Linked DNA regions of Mus musculus: region 1 is linked to region 2. A link is a contact called in public promoter capture Hi-C data. All regions are on one chromosome and are shown on one strand. The core of a region is the stretch at or near the end of the contact, and the rest is flanking DNA. Distances in the headings are between cores, read along the strand shown.

Region 1 (4,116 bases), core at 672-3,171, 7.2 Mb before region 2:
CTGCTTCTGACTTTCAAGTGGTAGGATTAAAGGGGTACACCATCATGCACTGCTAAATAAATCTTTAAAAGAATTTTTTTTCCCAGTACTAGGAATTGAACCTAGAGCTTCACATAGGTGTCCAAGGGTCCTGAGCTATGTCTCCAGACTTTTGTGTAGGGGTGGTTTTAAGACAGAATCTCACCAAGTTACCAAGTTACTCTAGCTAATGAAGAAAGCAATTGTGATCCTATCCGCAAGAGCAGCTGGGATACAGGTGTTCCAAAAGCCACATAACAGCTACTTTTAATATACAAATATGTCTATGCTTTATAGTATTTTGCGGTTTATAACTTACATATTGAGCTTCTTTCAAATCTTTTTGCTGTGACCAAGAGAGTTTGGCCCAACTGTTCACCAATTTCAGGGTTATATACCAACAAAACAAAACGGTTGAAATAGGGCTAATCAGGTTGCTGTATCTAATCTTCAAGTAGCTTATAAATTTAGAATTCAAGTTTTGGGGAAGGGCATTCTTATCACCTTGTAAAATGTCCTGTTTTAAAACACATTCTCTACTCAGTCTTAGAAGATGTAAATACCAAAATCTTTCTCATCTCTCCTAGGTACATTTTTGGGAAGACTGCAAAAAGCCTATTTCCTCTCACCAGGAGGTAAACGCTAGTGGGATAGACTACGCATCTAATCTCATGATCACCAGTATTACATAAGCTTAAGAGATTCAGGTGCATGGGGTCGCAGAGGTGGGAGACGGGAGGCGTTTAGACGGGAATCACGGTTAAAGGAGTCAAAGGAAGTGGATATAGGAGGGAGCAAGGTGGCCATGTTACTGGGTCCTACTATGGATTAATCGGAGTGCTGGAGTCCTAGAAACGAGATAAATGTAGTGTCCGCACAGTGAGAAGTGTGACACATTAAAGCAAAGCACAGCTATATTATGTCTCACACATCTTTTATAAATGCAAACCTTACAGGGATTCACAACATAAAGCAGGAAGCAAAAATCTGCAAGTGGTCCTGCAGGTCGGACCAGTAAGTGGGCTTGCAGGACACTGCGGGCCCTAAGGCGGCCACTGAGACTGGCCAGGGCTCCGCGGCGCTGTTCCCTGTGTCCGCGGGCGGGCAGTGACTCGGTACCGCCCAGGGCGTCAGCGTGACCCGAGGCTCTGTGAACCCTGAACTCACCGCCCCAGCGGGCCGCACAGACCGGGGCAGGCGTTTTCTCGCGCACGGGGGTGGGGCTTTTTCAGGCAGCTAACTAAGATGGTGTCGGCTGGACTGTCCGGGACAGCTGCCTAGGCGGATCGAGTGAGGGCCAGCAGCCGGAAGGACCACCGAGCCCATTGTCCCGCCCAGACAGGACAGTGAGGAGCCCGCAAGTTCCAGACTCGAAGGACCGAAGCACAGGCAAGTACGCCGTAAGGACCTAACAAATGTTTAAGAGAACGCCGAAAGCGCGGGGAGGCGGGCCTGACTCACTGTCACCATCTCGCGACAGCAAAGTGACGTCGCACAGCAAGCGCGTGGTCTTAGTCTTTCACCTTCAGACGCCTCAGTTTATGGGCCTACTCCTTTAAGTGAGTGATGGACAGCGCTTTTATCCAATCATGTTCCTCGTCAACATCCAATCAGATTTAAACTTTCTTCAGCCGCCGGAGAAGTTGGAAGACTGGGGTCGAAAGAGAGCGAGCGAGTGAGCGAGTGAGCGAGCGAGCTCTTTGTCTCTCGCGAGATCGGAGAGAGCCAAATTCTCAGGAAAAAACGCCTGAACTGATGTCCAGACTTCCCGATAGTGATTTAAAAGACGTGGCCACAAACCAATGAAAGGGAAGAGAAGGTGGGATCGCTGCGTTCGCCGTGCTAGAAGTACCGTTACAGGGCAGAGTTTTTGTCCAATCAACGCTTCTAGGCTTTGGGTCAGGTGACCATGAAGTGCGAGGGGCGGAGCTACAGCCTGGCGCGAGGAACCGTTAAGATAGACAACGAATATAACCAATGAGGTACTGGGATTAGGGCGTTGGGAACCCAATAACAGCGTCGGGGCGGGCGCCTTCCCGGAGCGCGGGGAGATGTAAAGACGGACAAATAGTTTTTCCAATGAGAAGGCTGAAGAGTGAATTAATTGACCAATGAGGTCTGCGGGGCGGGAGCCTTTGCCGCGGCGGAGTCCAAGATGGCGGCGTGCGAGTCCGCTGTGTGAAACGAGCGCGGGGTGGCGGGTTAGTCAGCTCCGCAGAGACGACCTCCGGCGACCCTCAACAATGAAAGGAAAGGAGCGCTCGCCGGTCAAGCCCAAGCGCTCCCGTGGCGGTGAGGACTCCAGTTCTCGTGGGGAGCGGAGCAAGAAGTTAGGGGGCTCCGGCGGCAGCAATGGGAGCAGCAGCGGGAAGACGGACAGCGGCGGGTCGCGGCGGAGCCTTCATCTGGACAAGTCCAGCAGCCGGGGCGGCAGCCGCGAGTACGAGACCGGCGGGGGCAGCTCCAGTAGCCGCTTGCACAGTTACAGCTCCCCGAGCACCAAAAATTCCTCAGGCGGGGGCGAGTCGCGCAGCAGCTCCCGGGGTGGAGGCGGGGAGTCACGTTCCTCCGGGGCCGCCTCCTCCGCGCCCGGCGGCGGGGACGGCGTGGAGTACAAGACCCTGAAGATCAGCGAGCTGGGGTCCCAGCTGAGCGACGAGGCGGTGGAGGACGGGCTGTTTCACGAGTTCAAACGCTTCGGTGATGTAAGTGTCAAAATCAGTCACCTCTCAGGTTCTGGCAGCGGGGATGAGCGGGTAGCCTTTGTGAACTTCCGGAGGCCAGAGGACGCGAGGGCGGCCAAGCATGCCAGAGGCCGCCTGGTGCTCTATGACCGGCCTCTGAAGATAGAAGCCGTGTACGTGAGCCGGCGCCGCAGCCGCTCCCCGTTAGACAAAGATGCTTACGCCCCGTCATCCAGCGTGGTCGGGACCTCAGTCGGTAGCCACCGGCACGCCCCTGGAGGAGGGGGAGGTCAGAGGTCGCTTTCCCCTGGAGGTGCTGCTCTGGGATACAGAGACTACCGGTTGCAGCAGTTGGCCCTGGGCCGCCTGCCTCCTCCACCCCCGCCACCATTGCCCCGAGAGCTGGAAAGAGAACGAGACTATCCGTTCTATGACCGGGTGCGCCCGGCCTACAGCCTGGAGCCGAGGGTGGGAGCTGGAGCAGGTGCGGCTCCTTTCCGAGAAGTGGATGAGATATCACCTGAGGACGATCAGCGTGCCAACCGGACACTTTTCTTGGGCAACTTAGATATCACTGTGACGGAAAATGATCTCAGAAGGGCTTTTGATCGTTTTGGAGTCATCACAGAAGTGGACATTAAGAGGCCTTCTCGAGGCCAGACCAGTACCTATGGCTTTCTCAAATTTGAGAATCTAGACATGTCTCACAGGGCCAAACTTGCAATGTCTGGCAAAATTATAATTCGGAATCCAATCAAGATTGGTTATGGTAAAGCCACACCCACTACCCGACTTTGGGTGGGTGGTCTGGGACCCTGGGTGCCTCTTGCTGCCCTGGCACGAGAATTTGACCGATTTGGCACCATTCGAACCATAGACTACCGTAAAGGTGACAGTTGGGCATATATACAGTATGAAAGTTTGGATGCAGCTCATGCTGCCTGGACCCATATGCGTGGATTCCCACTTGGTGGCCCAGATCGTCGCCTCAGGGTAGACTTTGCAGACACAGAACATCGTTACCAGCAGCAATATCTTCAGCCTCTGCCCTTGACCCACTATGAACTAGTGACGGATACTTTTGGACATAGAGCACCTGACCCTTTGAGGAGTGCTCGGGACAGGACACCACCCTTACTATACAGAGATCGTGATAGGGACCTTTATACTGATTCTGACTGGGTGCCACCCCCACCACCGGTTCGAGAACGCAGTGCTCGGGCTGCAACTAGTGCTGTCACTGCTTATGAGCCACTAGATAGCTTGGATCGAAGGAGGGATGGCTGGTCACTGGACAGGGACAGAGGTGATCGGGACTTGCCCAGCAGCAGGGACCAGCCAAGGAAGCGAAGGCTGCCTGAGGAAAGTGGAGGACGGCATCTTGATAGATCACCTGAGAGTGAACGGCCTCGAA
Region 2 (4,172 bases), core at 1,051-3,550:
GGTGTGGTGGCACAGGCCTTAAATTCCAGCTCTGGGAGGCTAAGGCAGGTTGAGCTCAGTGAATTTGAGGCCCAGCTGTCCTAGTTCTAGGACAGCCAGAATTATCTTATCTCAACAAAATAAAACAAAATGAATGGTGCCACTTAAAAAAAGGGCGGGGGGGGGGGAGAGTGAGAACCAACTAAGAGGAGAAGATGACTGTCAAATGTTTACACAGGTGAGCTAAGTCTGGGAAACACATAGAGTTGGACCATGAATCTGACCTCTAATAATTAAGCAGCTTGTTTGTTGCTTTTGGCAAATAACAGGTTTATTATTCTTTATGGCTCTGTATTTCAATATTTAAATGCCCAGGATATATAAGGGTGAAAGCACCCACCATATTCATCCTGATGCCAAATCAATTATATTTACAAGAGTTACTTTATGCAAATGGAAGCTGCTCAGATGAAAACATGTCCGTGCTCACCTATATCAGCAAATAAATACATTATAATAAAACAGACCTCTAACCTTCATCAATGGTCCCAGGTAAACTGTAAATCATCATTCAAAAAAACATACAAAACACATGTTTTCCGGTGAATTAGCAGTGTCACCTACATATTAAACACACCAGAGCATGCTTCAGTTGCAAGTCTTCATACAGAGTGCAATTTGAAACTTAAAATAATAATGTTGTTCTTCAAGTACTAGATAAGAAAATGTATCTTAAAGTACTGGATAAGAAAATATGTAAGATTAAGGTGTGCTAGTTTAGCCTGGCGGGCCAGTACACGCCTTTAATTCCTGCATGCTGTAGGCAGAGGCAGGTGGATCTTTGTGAGCTCAAGGACAACATGGTCTTCAGAGAGCTCCAGAACAGGGCCTTTGTGAGACTCTGTCTAAGGAGGGGTGGTGATAGGGATGCTAGATGCAGCACTCTATATCATACCAGGCTGGCTTTCCAGTGCTGGTATTAAAGTTGTGGACAAAACCTGGCTTTGATCCCACGACCAAAGATGACAACATCAATTGGCAATGTCTAAAGGTTGGGCAGGCCTGAAATCTTCTAAACTGTTTCCCCACCAAAGCACACATCTCCCATCTCTAACAAGGAAATGCACAGCATCTACAGGAGGTAGGGTCCATACACATCTATCCAAATGTTCCTCCCCAGCCTGGAATAAATTTATCATCACGATTTCTTGCCTTCTTTTCATCCAACCCACTACAAATGATTCTTCTTTCAAAACAATTTTCTTAAACACAGAGGATGAGCTGGACATGTTTTAAATCACTAAGAAAATCTTACCCAGTAAATAGTAGCTAAAATTAAAAAGGAAAGGCCGGGCGTGGTGGCGCACGCCTTTAATCCCAGCACTTGGGAGGCAGAGGCAGGCGGATTTCTGAGTTCGAGGCCAGCCTGGTCTACAAAGTGAGTTCCAGGACAGCCAGAGCTACACAGAGAAACCCTGTCTCAAAAAAAAAAAAAAAAAAAAAAAAAAAAATAAGGAAGACAAGTCTACCTGTCAGCTACAATTGTCTACATGTCTAATTTCTAGGTTGGCTACAGAGGTTCAGTAAACCATGGCAGGGATCAATTCTTTTGTATAGTTATACGTACAGTTATATAGACAGCTACAGACATCAGACCTCGTTTCTAAAACTTCTAGACCAGCCCAAGGATAAAAGGGGGCAAGAGAAGAAAAGCTAATTTCCTCGTTAACAGAGTGGCTCAGTCTCAGTCTACAATTAAGGACCAGTAAGCCCAGGGTCACTTCCCTCTCAAGTGACCTGAAAGCGGAAACACAAAGCCAGGTCAATGTCACTCCAGGGACTGCGGGGTCTTTTTACAACTCAGCATCCTGGGCTCAGCGTCTGACCACAGGGAACCCGATTTATAGGACGGGCTGGACTCTGCTAGAGCCGCCACCCGCAGGGCTGCTCGCAGCACCGCGTCCCAGCAAATCCCGGGGACCTGCGTCCCCAGAGCTTGGCGACCCAACCTACCCTGAGTGCGAAGCCCAAAGCCCGGGAGGACCCGCCAGCCCAATCCCTCCCAGCCGCCGCACCCGACTGTGTCGCCCTCCCTTCCCGGCTTCGCCCTTCTCTCACAGCGCTCGGGCGGGCCCATCCGGGCGGCGGCCCGCAGCTCACTCAGATCCGTGGCAGAATTCAGGCGGATGACATCCGTACACTTTGCTTGCCAGAGGCGGAGGCTGAAGCGAACCGGTCTCCAGAGGCCAGGGTGACTGGCGACAGCGATCTGACAGCGAAGGTACCCGCTTCCTCTCCGCCACGCCACCCAATCACAGCGCTCTGCCGTCACTTCCGCCTAGAAGGTAAGGGAAACGCCGGGCGGAAGAAACTTCCAATCGGACCGGAAGTGGCGGGTCTCGTAGGCAGCGCTGTCTGCTGGAGCCTCGTGGAGAGTGAGGTGAGTGTTGCTGGCTCTTTAGGGATCGCGGGGCGCGGTTCCCCGCACAGTGGTGTTCACGGTGAGCCGACGCGGCGAGGGACTCCGCGCTAAGGGCACTAGGGAGGCCGGGGAGAAGCCCTTTGCCGCGGCCGTCTGCATCGCAGAACCCAGAGGCCGCGCGCTGCCCCCGGGCCGGAGTGCGAGGCTGCTGGAACTGCCCGATTTCCTTGGATTATTTCGGGGATGATGTGCAATAGAAACTTAGGTGCGGGGGATAGTTTGAGAGTGACCAGGTCGCAGGAAGGAAAACAAGCGAAGTTATTTGAGAAATAAGCTTTAAAGCCCTCGGGTAGGTACAGTGCATGTGAAAACGATAAACAAGCGTGTTACTATGACTTGAAGCGAAAATCGTGGACGTGGAAGTGCTAGATAGAAAACCAGTGCAGCAGCTCGTTGAAGACAAACTGGAGATGAAAGTGCAGGGAAGAGAAAACTGGGTAGAAAAGGCAGACACATGAACACACATGCATAAAAGCTGAGATCGGTTGGTCTGAGCTTTTGGATAGAGGAACTGCAGCAGCCCCATAAGCTCTGCGAGCTTATTATATACAGTTGAAAATGAAGAGGGGATTATTGCTTACAACTGAACAAGGAGACAGGGTGATTGTATAGAGATAATATCTAATTGCAATAGGGACAGTCTGTGGGGAGCAGTCTTCAGTCAGTACACATGGTGGTGTGGTGGGAGGGAAGAAGGCTATGGTGAACATTTTCTGGAACACTGTAAACATCCCACTTGAACCAAAGGACCATGATGCCTCTCCTATTGGTCTGGGGCATTGAAGTCCTTGACATGGCTACATTCATGTCAGCAGGACCCATTCACTCTGGGCTTCCTCTGATCTACACACAGGGTCTCTTCGAATCCCAGGAATCTCTCTCTCTGCCTTCCCTGTGCTGGGGTCATAGACCTGCATTTTTCTGTGCCTGGCCTTATGTGTGGGTGCGGGTACTACAGCAGGTACTTTACCATCTGTGCCAAGTTACATGCTTTTGATCATGTAAAAAAAAAAGGTTCCTGTTTGTTAGCTGTGCAGAGTCATTGTATTGCAAAAACTGAATTTTGTTTATTTACACAGATTGCCTTCCCGGTGTCATCAGACAGCCCAGCATGGGGCTTACTAAACAGTATCTGCGCTATGTGGCTAGTGCTGTCTTTGGCTTGATTGGCAGCCAAAAAGGTAACATTGTTTTTGTGACACTCCGTGGTGAGAAAGGACGCTATGTGGCAGTACCCGCCTGTGAACACGTTTTTATCTGGGACTTAAGGAAAGGCGAGAAGGTAAGTCAGAAATAAGAAATGGACACCGTTAAATGACACCGACTCTTGGAAGGGTGAAGTGGGAGAGCCTTGACTGACCTGCCTGCACTCATTTGTGTGTGAGTCCCCCAAGAGATCACTTCCCTTTTATTTTTCTAGACGGCTAGCACCAGATTCTGTTGTGTTCTGAAAGTCACAGCCAAGCAGGAGTTTGCTTAAATGGGTGTGTTCGTTTTCATGGGTTATTATTCTTAGCCATTATTAACTTCTACTTTTGTCGACCGGTTCTGCTTTTCATGTTCTGCTTGTTCTCACAGCCAGCTGTAAAGCAGTAGAATTTCAAAGGACTGTCATTCTGCTGTGTTGTGCAGTCCTTCTCTTAACCATAACTGATGAGATTCATTGGTTGCTTCACTCTGCTTTGACTGTGACAGAAGCTATTCCTTTCTT

The links. Promoter capture Hi-C pulls out the DNA fragments that hold promoters and counts their contacts.
Region 1: a contact with region 2 is called in a promoter capture Hi-C map of liver, with 2.4 times the contacts expected there. The contact joins the promoter of Rbm15 here to the promoter of Gdap2 in region 2. A contact is called at or near these places in 1 of 39 promoter capture datasets (liver) and 1 of 484 Hi-C or Micro-C datasets (CD4 T cells).

The regions. Positions count from the first base shown.
Region 1 is chr3:107,331,094-107,335,209 of GRCm38.p6, reverse strand. It overlaps Rbm15 (RNA binding motif protein 15), which reads left to right and starts at 1,921. Exons shown (of 2, transcript NM_001045807.1): 1 at 1,921-4,116. The coding sequence starts at 2,130.
Region 2 is chr3:100,160,591-100,164,762 of GRCm38.p6, reverse strand. It overlaps Gdap2 (ganglioside-induced differentiation-associated-protein 2), which reads right to left and starts at 2,300. Exons shown (of 14, transcript NM_010269.3): 1 at 2,098-2,300. Wdr3 (WD repeat domain 3) reads left to right here and starts at 2,356. Exons shown (of 27, transcript NM_175552.5): 1 at 2,356-2,419; 2 at 3,541-3,743. The coding sequence starts at 3,573.